Linked DNA regions of Sus scrofa: region 1 is linked to region 2. A link is a contact called in public HiChIP or PLAC-seq data. All regions are on one chromosome and are shown on one strand. Each heading gives the region's core, a stretch centred on a gene start, on an enhancer-like site or on the middle of the called end of the contact. The rest is flanking DNA. Distances are from core to core; before and after follow the strand shown.

Region 1 (3,877 bases), core at 1,121-3,620, 100 kb after region 2:
TAGAAATGGATCTCTCTTGAACACAAGGATTTCCTAGATGAATAATTAGACACTTCTGCAATTTAGAATCCTTCATGCTGCCTTTGAAAGATAAATTCATTAAGGAAAATCCCACATGACAGCAGTTACCATTTGTCTTGCTCTAACAGTGCGAGACATCCACTTAGCATTCACGTGTATTAGTTCCCTGGTTCCTCCTGATGCCTCAGAGGTAGGCGTTAGCTTCCCCAGATCCCAGGCTTAGGGAGGTTGAGTACCTTGCCAGTAAGTGGCAGGACCAGCATTCAAACTGCATGATTCTTAACCCCAACTCAGTACCGCTTCTGTCACAGTGTTCACTGCCTTTTTAGGATATTGCTCACTAGAATAAAGGCGACAGAGTTCCCGTCAAGGCTCAGCAGTCATGAACTTGACTAGTATCCATGAGGATGTGGGTTCAATCCCTGGCCCCACTCTGGGTTATGGATCTGGCATTGGCTGCGGCTGTGGCATAGGCCAGCAGCTGCAGCTCCAATGTGACCCCTAGCCTAGGAACTTGCACGTACCACAGGTGCAGCCCTAAAAAGCAAAAGAAAAAAGAAAGAAAACTTTGACACTCTGGCATTGATAATGGTATCAAATGACTTAAGTGGCCTTTTCCTGTGAGTTGAAACAGTGAAGTGGGCTCTCCACTTATTCCTAATTCTGAAGCACTTGACTTTCTTGTTTTAGATATCAAGTGGAGAAGAGGTGCCTGAAAGTTCAGCGCTGCCTTTTTTGTTGCTTGGAGGAGAGTCTTCATTCATGTCTAGTTGGGTTTAATCCTGGAATTTTTTGTTAAACTGGCTTTCAGAACCTCAATGTAAGATCAGAAAACCTTACCTTGCTTAGGGGGCAGCAGTTCCATCTTAGAAGGGAGTGTGGCCCTGTACCTGGGGTGACCATATAATTTAGTATCCCAGCTAGATCACTTTTGAGTGTAAAAGAGGATCTTACTAATTAACTGCATCAGAATAACAGACAGACCCCAGGACTCTCCAGGCAAAAACGGATGTGTGGTCACCCTGCTCACAGCATGCTGCAGAGATCACCCATGATCCAAGACATCTTGCCACAAAGAGCTGCAGACAGTGATCTTTAAGGAACTTCTACTTTGTTCCTGAAGATGCTTAACTAGATCATGAACATAAATGTTTCTGTAAGCTTCTCATGTCTACCATTTTCTCTTTTTAAAAAGGTTTTTTTTTTTTCTTTTTTTTTTTTTTTTTAAGGCCACCCCGGAGGCATACAGACATTCCCAGGCTAGGGGTTGAATCAGAGTGTTTTGTGTGTGTGTGTTTGTGTTTGTCTTTTGTCTTTTTAGGGTCGAGCCCTTGGCATATGGAGGTTCCCAGGGTAGGGGCTAAATCAGAGCTACAGCTGCCAGCCCACATCACAGCTATAGCAACAAAGGGTCCGAGCCTCATCTGCAACCTACACCACAGCTCACGGCAATGCAAGATCCTTAACTCACTGAGGGAAGCCAGGGGTAGAACCTGCATCCCTGTGGATGCTAGTTGGGTTCATTACCGCTGACCCACAATGGGATCTCCCTTACATCTACCGTTTTCATTGACACAGACCCATTTCGAATTGTATTTGTGACTCTAGACGACAGCCCTGAACTGTGTTGCCTCTGCAACAGTCAAGGGTTATGGCAGAAGGACACTGTGGGAAGGGAGGAGGAGGAGGAAGTGGGTGAGGAGAGAGAGAGAATGAGGAAGTGAAGGCAGTGAATGTGCAGAAGTTCAAGCATCTTAGTAAAACATCTGACAGGACCATCCGCTGAGAGTCACCGAGCATTGAGATGCCCAGGGACCCAGAGTTTAGGGACGTGTTGGGGAGTAATATCCCGAGCAGAACTGTGGAGAAGCATCAACTGGTCTGTGCTTTCAGGATGAGATCTGAATGTTTACCTTCAGTCAGAAGAGGGCAGTTTTCAGGATTACCCAAGTAAACAAAGCCAGGAGTTTCCATCATGGCTCAGTGGTTAACGAACCGGACTAGTATCCATGAGGTCGCAAGTTCAATCCCTGGCCTTGCTCAGCAGGTTAAGGATCCAGCGTTGCTGTGAGCTATGGTATAGGTCACAGGCATGGCTCAGATGCCACGTTTCTGTGGCTGTGGTGTAGGCTGGCAGCTGTAGCTCTGATTCAACCCCTACCCTGGGAACCTCCATATGCCGAGGGTATGACCCTAAAAAGACAAAAGACAAAAAAAAAAAAAACCCAAAGCACTCATTTGTGAAAATCTTTTGAGAGAGAAAGGCAAGGCCATTGAATATGGTGAGCAAAGAGGGCTCTCACTTTATTTCTATAGCTGTTTTCTTCCGGAGTGACTCAGCTCTGCAGTAGCCTGCCCGCAGCTCTAAGAAATGACTCACATACCTTCACCAGGAAAATGCTAGGGGCTGCTCAGCCCCCAGCCACCTGCCAGCAAGCCATGTCATTAGCCTGACCAGATCACTCTCTCAGATTAAATTTAGTGGGAAAGATATTTAGGTTCTTCTCTCCTGTTCCCTGCACAGTCACACTGGCTGATATTGTGTGCTTTCGCTCCACATGATTCAACTAACATCGGTGGCACACCCACCACCGTGTGCCAGGCCCAGGCCCAGCGTGGAGGGTATAGAGATGACGCAAAGCCTCCATCCACTAGGAACACCAGGTCTCTGGGTGCCTGTGTTTGAGCCGACTGAGTCATGTTAGTGCCATTTGGGGGGAAATGGCCTTTGAAATAGTAGTTTTCAGGCACCCTTAGCCTTGCCTTCGTTTAGAGGTTTCTTGTCCTTGGCAGTTTGCTTTTCCAAGATAGTCACGTGGTACTCAGGTCTCTAAGGCCAGGTTAGTGGCTTCTGTTTCATCTTGTCTTAAAAAGCTACAGCAAGATTAGATACTTAAATCTTGTTACTGGTGCTAATCCCTTAAGGATTAAATACATAGAACCTCATTAAAATCCTCCTATTACTGGATTCCCGTCGTGGCTGAGCAGTAAACGAACCCGACCAGTATCTATGAGGATGTAGGTTTGATCCCTGACCTCGTTCAGTGGGTTAAGGATCCAGTATTGCCATGAGCTGTGCTGTAGGCTGGCAGCTGTAGCTTCGATTCGGCCCCTAGCCTGGGAACCTCCATATGCCTTGGGTGCGGCCCCAAAAAGGAAAAAAAAAAAAAAAAAAAAAAAAGAAAAGAAAAAAGAAAAAAAAAAACCCTCCTGGTATTAAAAAACAGATCACTGTAAATTTCCTTTCTTTCTTTCTTTCTTCCTTTCTTTCTTTCTTTCTTTTTTCTTTTTTTTTTCTTTTTAGGACCACACCCTCAGCATGTGAAAATTCCCAGGCTAGGGGTCAAACGGAGCTGCAGCTGCTAGCCTACACCACAGATGCAGCAACTCGAGATCCGAGCCACGACCTATACAACAGGCATAATGGGAACTTGAGCTGTAACTCTTAATAACAGAGCAGGGGGAGGTGTTTCCAGACCCTGAGGGTGTTTGGTAACTGACATGGAGTGGAAATCCCGGGATGACCCAGCATCTACCAGAGGCTGATCCTGGAGCTGGGAAGACACCATGTGCTTGCCGCTCCCTTGTCTGGAAGAAAAGGCAGCTCCTCACAAAATGCCCAGCAGCTTGTCTGGGACGAGGCAGGGCTGGCCTTTCATCCAGATCAGAAATGCTTGGATTTAATTAAATTGAGGCTCCTGAAGTGCTTACACAATTAGCTATAATTGCTCCTTAACAGCATAGCAAATCCGCGTAACGAAATCCAAGTTTTGTAACTGCCCCGTGACATCTGAGCATCCTTCGGTTTCAGATATTTAGTCTCAAACCTGGGTAAAGAAGCTAGGTCCAAAAGGCA
Region 2 (3,530 bases), core at 685-3,184:
AGAGCTTTGCTGTCCTCAGGCGTCTGCAAACCCCCTCCTTCCAGAAGCCCCCATAATTTAGAAACAACTGCAACCTTAGAGCCAATATCCTCTTTGCTTCTCTCCTATTACAGGATCCTGTGGGAAAAAGGAGAGCTTCCTTGGTGATTGCAGGGGATGGAACCTGGAGTGAGTGCACTAGTCTTAGCTACCATTTCCTTGATGTTTGCTATGTTCCCAGCACTTTACATAAATTATTTGAAAAACAAATTTTACTGTTTTGCATAAAAGGAAACTCAGGTTTGGTCATGCATCCAAAGACACTGGCTAGTGAATGATCAGCTTAGAATTGGGGTCAGGTCTGGGCATCACTAAAGCCTGTGGGTAAGCACGGTGTTCTCTAGCTTCTCTTTGGAAAGAATTAAATCTGTGCAACTTTTAGAATTTTTTTTTTTTTCCCTGGGTGTGTTCATATGCTCAGCTGCTGAACCACAACCTGGAGGCTTAAGGCAACAAAACGTTATTGTCTCACAGTTCTGGAGGCCAGAAGTCCAAAATCAAGGTTTTGGCAGGCTTGGCTCCCTGTGAGGGCCAAGAGGGAGGCTCTCTTCCACACCTCCCTCCTCACCTCTGGTGGCTGCTAGCAATTCTAAGTGTCATCTGGTTGGTAGGTGCATCCCTCTAACCTCTGCCTCTGTGGTCACATGGCCTACTTCCCTGTGCCTCTCTGTGTCCCTCTCCTTTCTCTTATAAAGACATGTCATTGACTTTAGGGCCCACGCTCATCCAGTGTGACCTCATCTTAAGTTGACAGAACATCTGCAAAGACCTTATTTTATTTTTTTAATGATTTTTATTTTTTCGATTACAGTTGGTTCACAGTGTTCTGTCAATTTTCTAATATATATATGTATATATACATATATATATGTGTGTGTATATATATATATATATATATTTTTTTTTTTTTTTGCTTTTTAGGGCCGCACCCACAGCATATGGAAATTCCCAGGATAGAGTTCAAATCAGAGCTGCAGCTGCCAACATACACTACAGCCACAGCAACACGGGATCCAAGCCTTGACTGCGACCTACACCACAGCTCACAGCCACACAGGATCCTTAACCCACTGACTGAGGCCAGGGATCAAACCCACATCCTCATGGATACTGGTCGGATTGGTTTCTACTGTGCCACAATGGGAACTCCCTACAAAGACCTTATTTTCAAACAAAGTCACATTCATAGATACTGGGGGTTAGGACTTGAACCTATCTTTTAAGGGGACACAATTCAACCCACCACCCACCCTGGGCACCCTTATCAGCAGGCCGTTCCCCTGAGTTCTGTGCTTTCTGAGCATAGCAGGAACACAGACTCCTGCTCAGACAGGTAAACGCGACATGCTGGAGAACCTTCCTGAGCCAAATCCACAACGGGAGAGCTGGATACAAGTGTGTGCTGAGCAAGAGCCCCTTCCGGGGCAAAGGACCCCTTGGCTGCAGGCCAGCCCAGAGGCTAGGCGGACGTGTGGGGAAGCCGGAGCTCCCGAGGGCGCAGTGACACAGCCCAGCTGCGTGAGTCATCCTCCGCCCGGATGCCGAGCCCTGCGGAAAATGCGGCTGGATCCTGGTGATGAGGTCACCAGGCTTAGGGAGCTCGGGTTCAAATAAACAAAGAGGCAAACGGTCTGGAGAGTCATTGATCTTCTCACTCCGAATTCTGGAGGATCGAGAGGAAGGTTTGAACAGACGGTGGGACCTCAGACATTTCGCTGGAAAGCTGGCTGGGTTTCCATAGCACCCTCCGCCGGCTTCTACCCTCAAGCCCACACTTGGGAGGGGATTCGCTACGTGGTGCCAGTCTAACCCGCTCTAGGCTCTGAGGTCCACACCCAGGGGTGGAGACCCTTTAGTCTGGAGCTTAGGATGAAAGAATGAATATGTAAATGAATGAACGAGTGAACCAATCAGGGTTTAGTCAGGGTTCCGCGGAACTGTCGCCATAGATACAGAAGGAACTCCTCCTTCCTTTACCAAGGAAAGGAGGAATTTCTTTCCCCAAGACCACCGCCCTGGACTTCACAGCCCCGCCCAGGACATCCTCTCCCGCAGGCCCCCTCCTGCCTGAGCCCCTGCAGGCCATTCTGCGGCCTCCTACCATCTTACATCTAACCATGAAAACTCACTTTAAAAGGGCCCGGGAGAAAGAATTTTATATAGTAGATAACTGAACCAGATTTTTTTTTTTTTCTTTTTAGGGACGCACCCACAGCATATGGAAGTTCCCATGCTAGGGGTCTAATCAGAACTGCAGCTGGTGGCCTACACACAGCTGCAGCAATATGGGATCCAAGCTGCCTCTGCGACCTACACCACAGCTCACCGCCATGCCAGATCCTTAACCCACTGAGCGAGGTCAGGGATCGAACTTGCATCCTCAAGGATCCTAGTCAGGTTCATTACCACTGTGCCACGATGGGAGCTCCCTCTTGGGAGTTTTATTACCTGCCCATCCTTGACTGTTCTGGCCACCTGCAGGTGCAGATGACCAGTTCAAAACAGCCTGGCACATTCCCCGGTGTTTGAGGCAGGCCCCGAGTGAAACCAAGGCCAGCTTTGCAGGCAACCTTTCCAGGGAACTCCATTCCTGACTGTTTGACGCTGGCTGTTGTCTGGAACCTCAGCTGGGCTGTCAGCCCAAACACCTACGTGTGGTCTCTCCCCATGGAGCTAGTTTGGGCTTGCTCAAACCAGCTTGCAGCTGGCATCCAAGAGAAGGTCTCCAAGAAAGCAAAGCTCAAGTGCATGCTGTTTTCATGATCCAGCCATAGAAGTTAAATAGCATCACTACTGCTATTCTAGACTGCCTGAGGCTGTCACACAGTTGCCCACGTTCAGGGCACGGGGAGGTGGCAAGTCTCTAGAAGGAATTATCGTGTCCATCTTTGGAAAACATGACTTTCTTTTTTTTTTTAAATGGCCACACCTGGGGCACATGGAAGTTCCCAGGCTAGGGATCAAATTGGAGCTGGAGCTGAGTCCCACGCCACAGCCACAGCAATGCTAGATCTGAGCCGCATCTGCGACCTATGTCACAGCTTGTGGTAACACCGGATTCTTAACCCACTGAGAGAGGCCAAGAATTGAACCTGCATTCTCACAGAGAGTACATCAGGTCCTTAACCTGCTGAGCCACAGTGGGAACTCCTCTTTTTTTTTCCTTTAAATTGGATAATCCACACACAAAGGAGTAAATGTAACATATGAAGAGTTAATACTAAGTGAAGTAAGTCAGGAGAAAGACTAACACCACACCATATCACTTATATCTGGAATCTAATATATGGCACAAATGAACCTATCTCAGAAATGATACAAACTCATGGACTTGGAGAACAGCCTTGTGGTTGTCAAGAGGGAGGAGTAGGGAGTGGGAGGGACTGGGAGTTTGTGGTTAGTAGATGCAAACTATTGCATTTGGAGTGGATAAGCAATGAGATTCTGCTGTATAGCACAGAGAACTCTATCTGATCACTTGTGATGGAACA

Evidence for each region. HiChIP or PLAC-seq counts read pairs in DNA pulled down with a chosen protein or histone mark.
Region 1: a contact with region 2 is called in an H3K27ac HiChIP or PLAC-seq map of alveolar macrophages. The contact joins two enhancer-like sites. A contact is called at or near these places in 3 of 5 promoter capture datasets (fetal liver, liver and skeletal muscle), 37 of 47 Hi-C or Micro-C datasets (adipose tissue, alveolar macrophages, blood and 18 more) and 2 of 2 datasets of contacts at active chromatin or transcription factors (alveolar macrophages and skeletal muscle).

What each region holds. Positions count from the first base shown.
Region 1 is chr7:54,735,986-54,739,862 of Sscrofa11.1, forward strand. The region is part of intron 5 of ABHD2 (monoacylglycerol lipase ABHD2); the gene reads left to right. Among named protein-coding and RNA genes, the nearest start is that of RLBP1, 62 kb to the right of the region's middle. Within about 2 kb of position 2,371, at least 13 of the 83 cell types and tissues checked have an H3K27ac peak or open chromatin away from gene starts, as enhancers often do. A contact at or near this core is called in alveolar macrophages, where this site is marked.
Region 2 is chr7:54,632,722-54,636,251 of Sscrofa11.1, forward strand. No RefSeq gene overlaps it. Among named protein-coding and RNA genes, the nearest start is that of ABHD2, 21 kb to the right of the region's middle. Within about 2 kb of position 1,935, at least 54 of the 83 cell types and tissues checked have an H3K27ac peak or open chromatin away from gene starts, as enhancers often do. A contact at or near this core is called in alveolar macrophages, where this site is marked.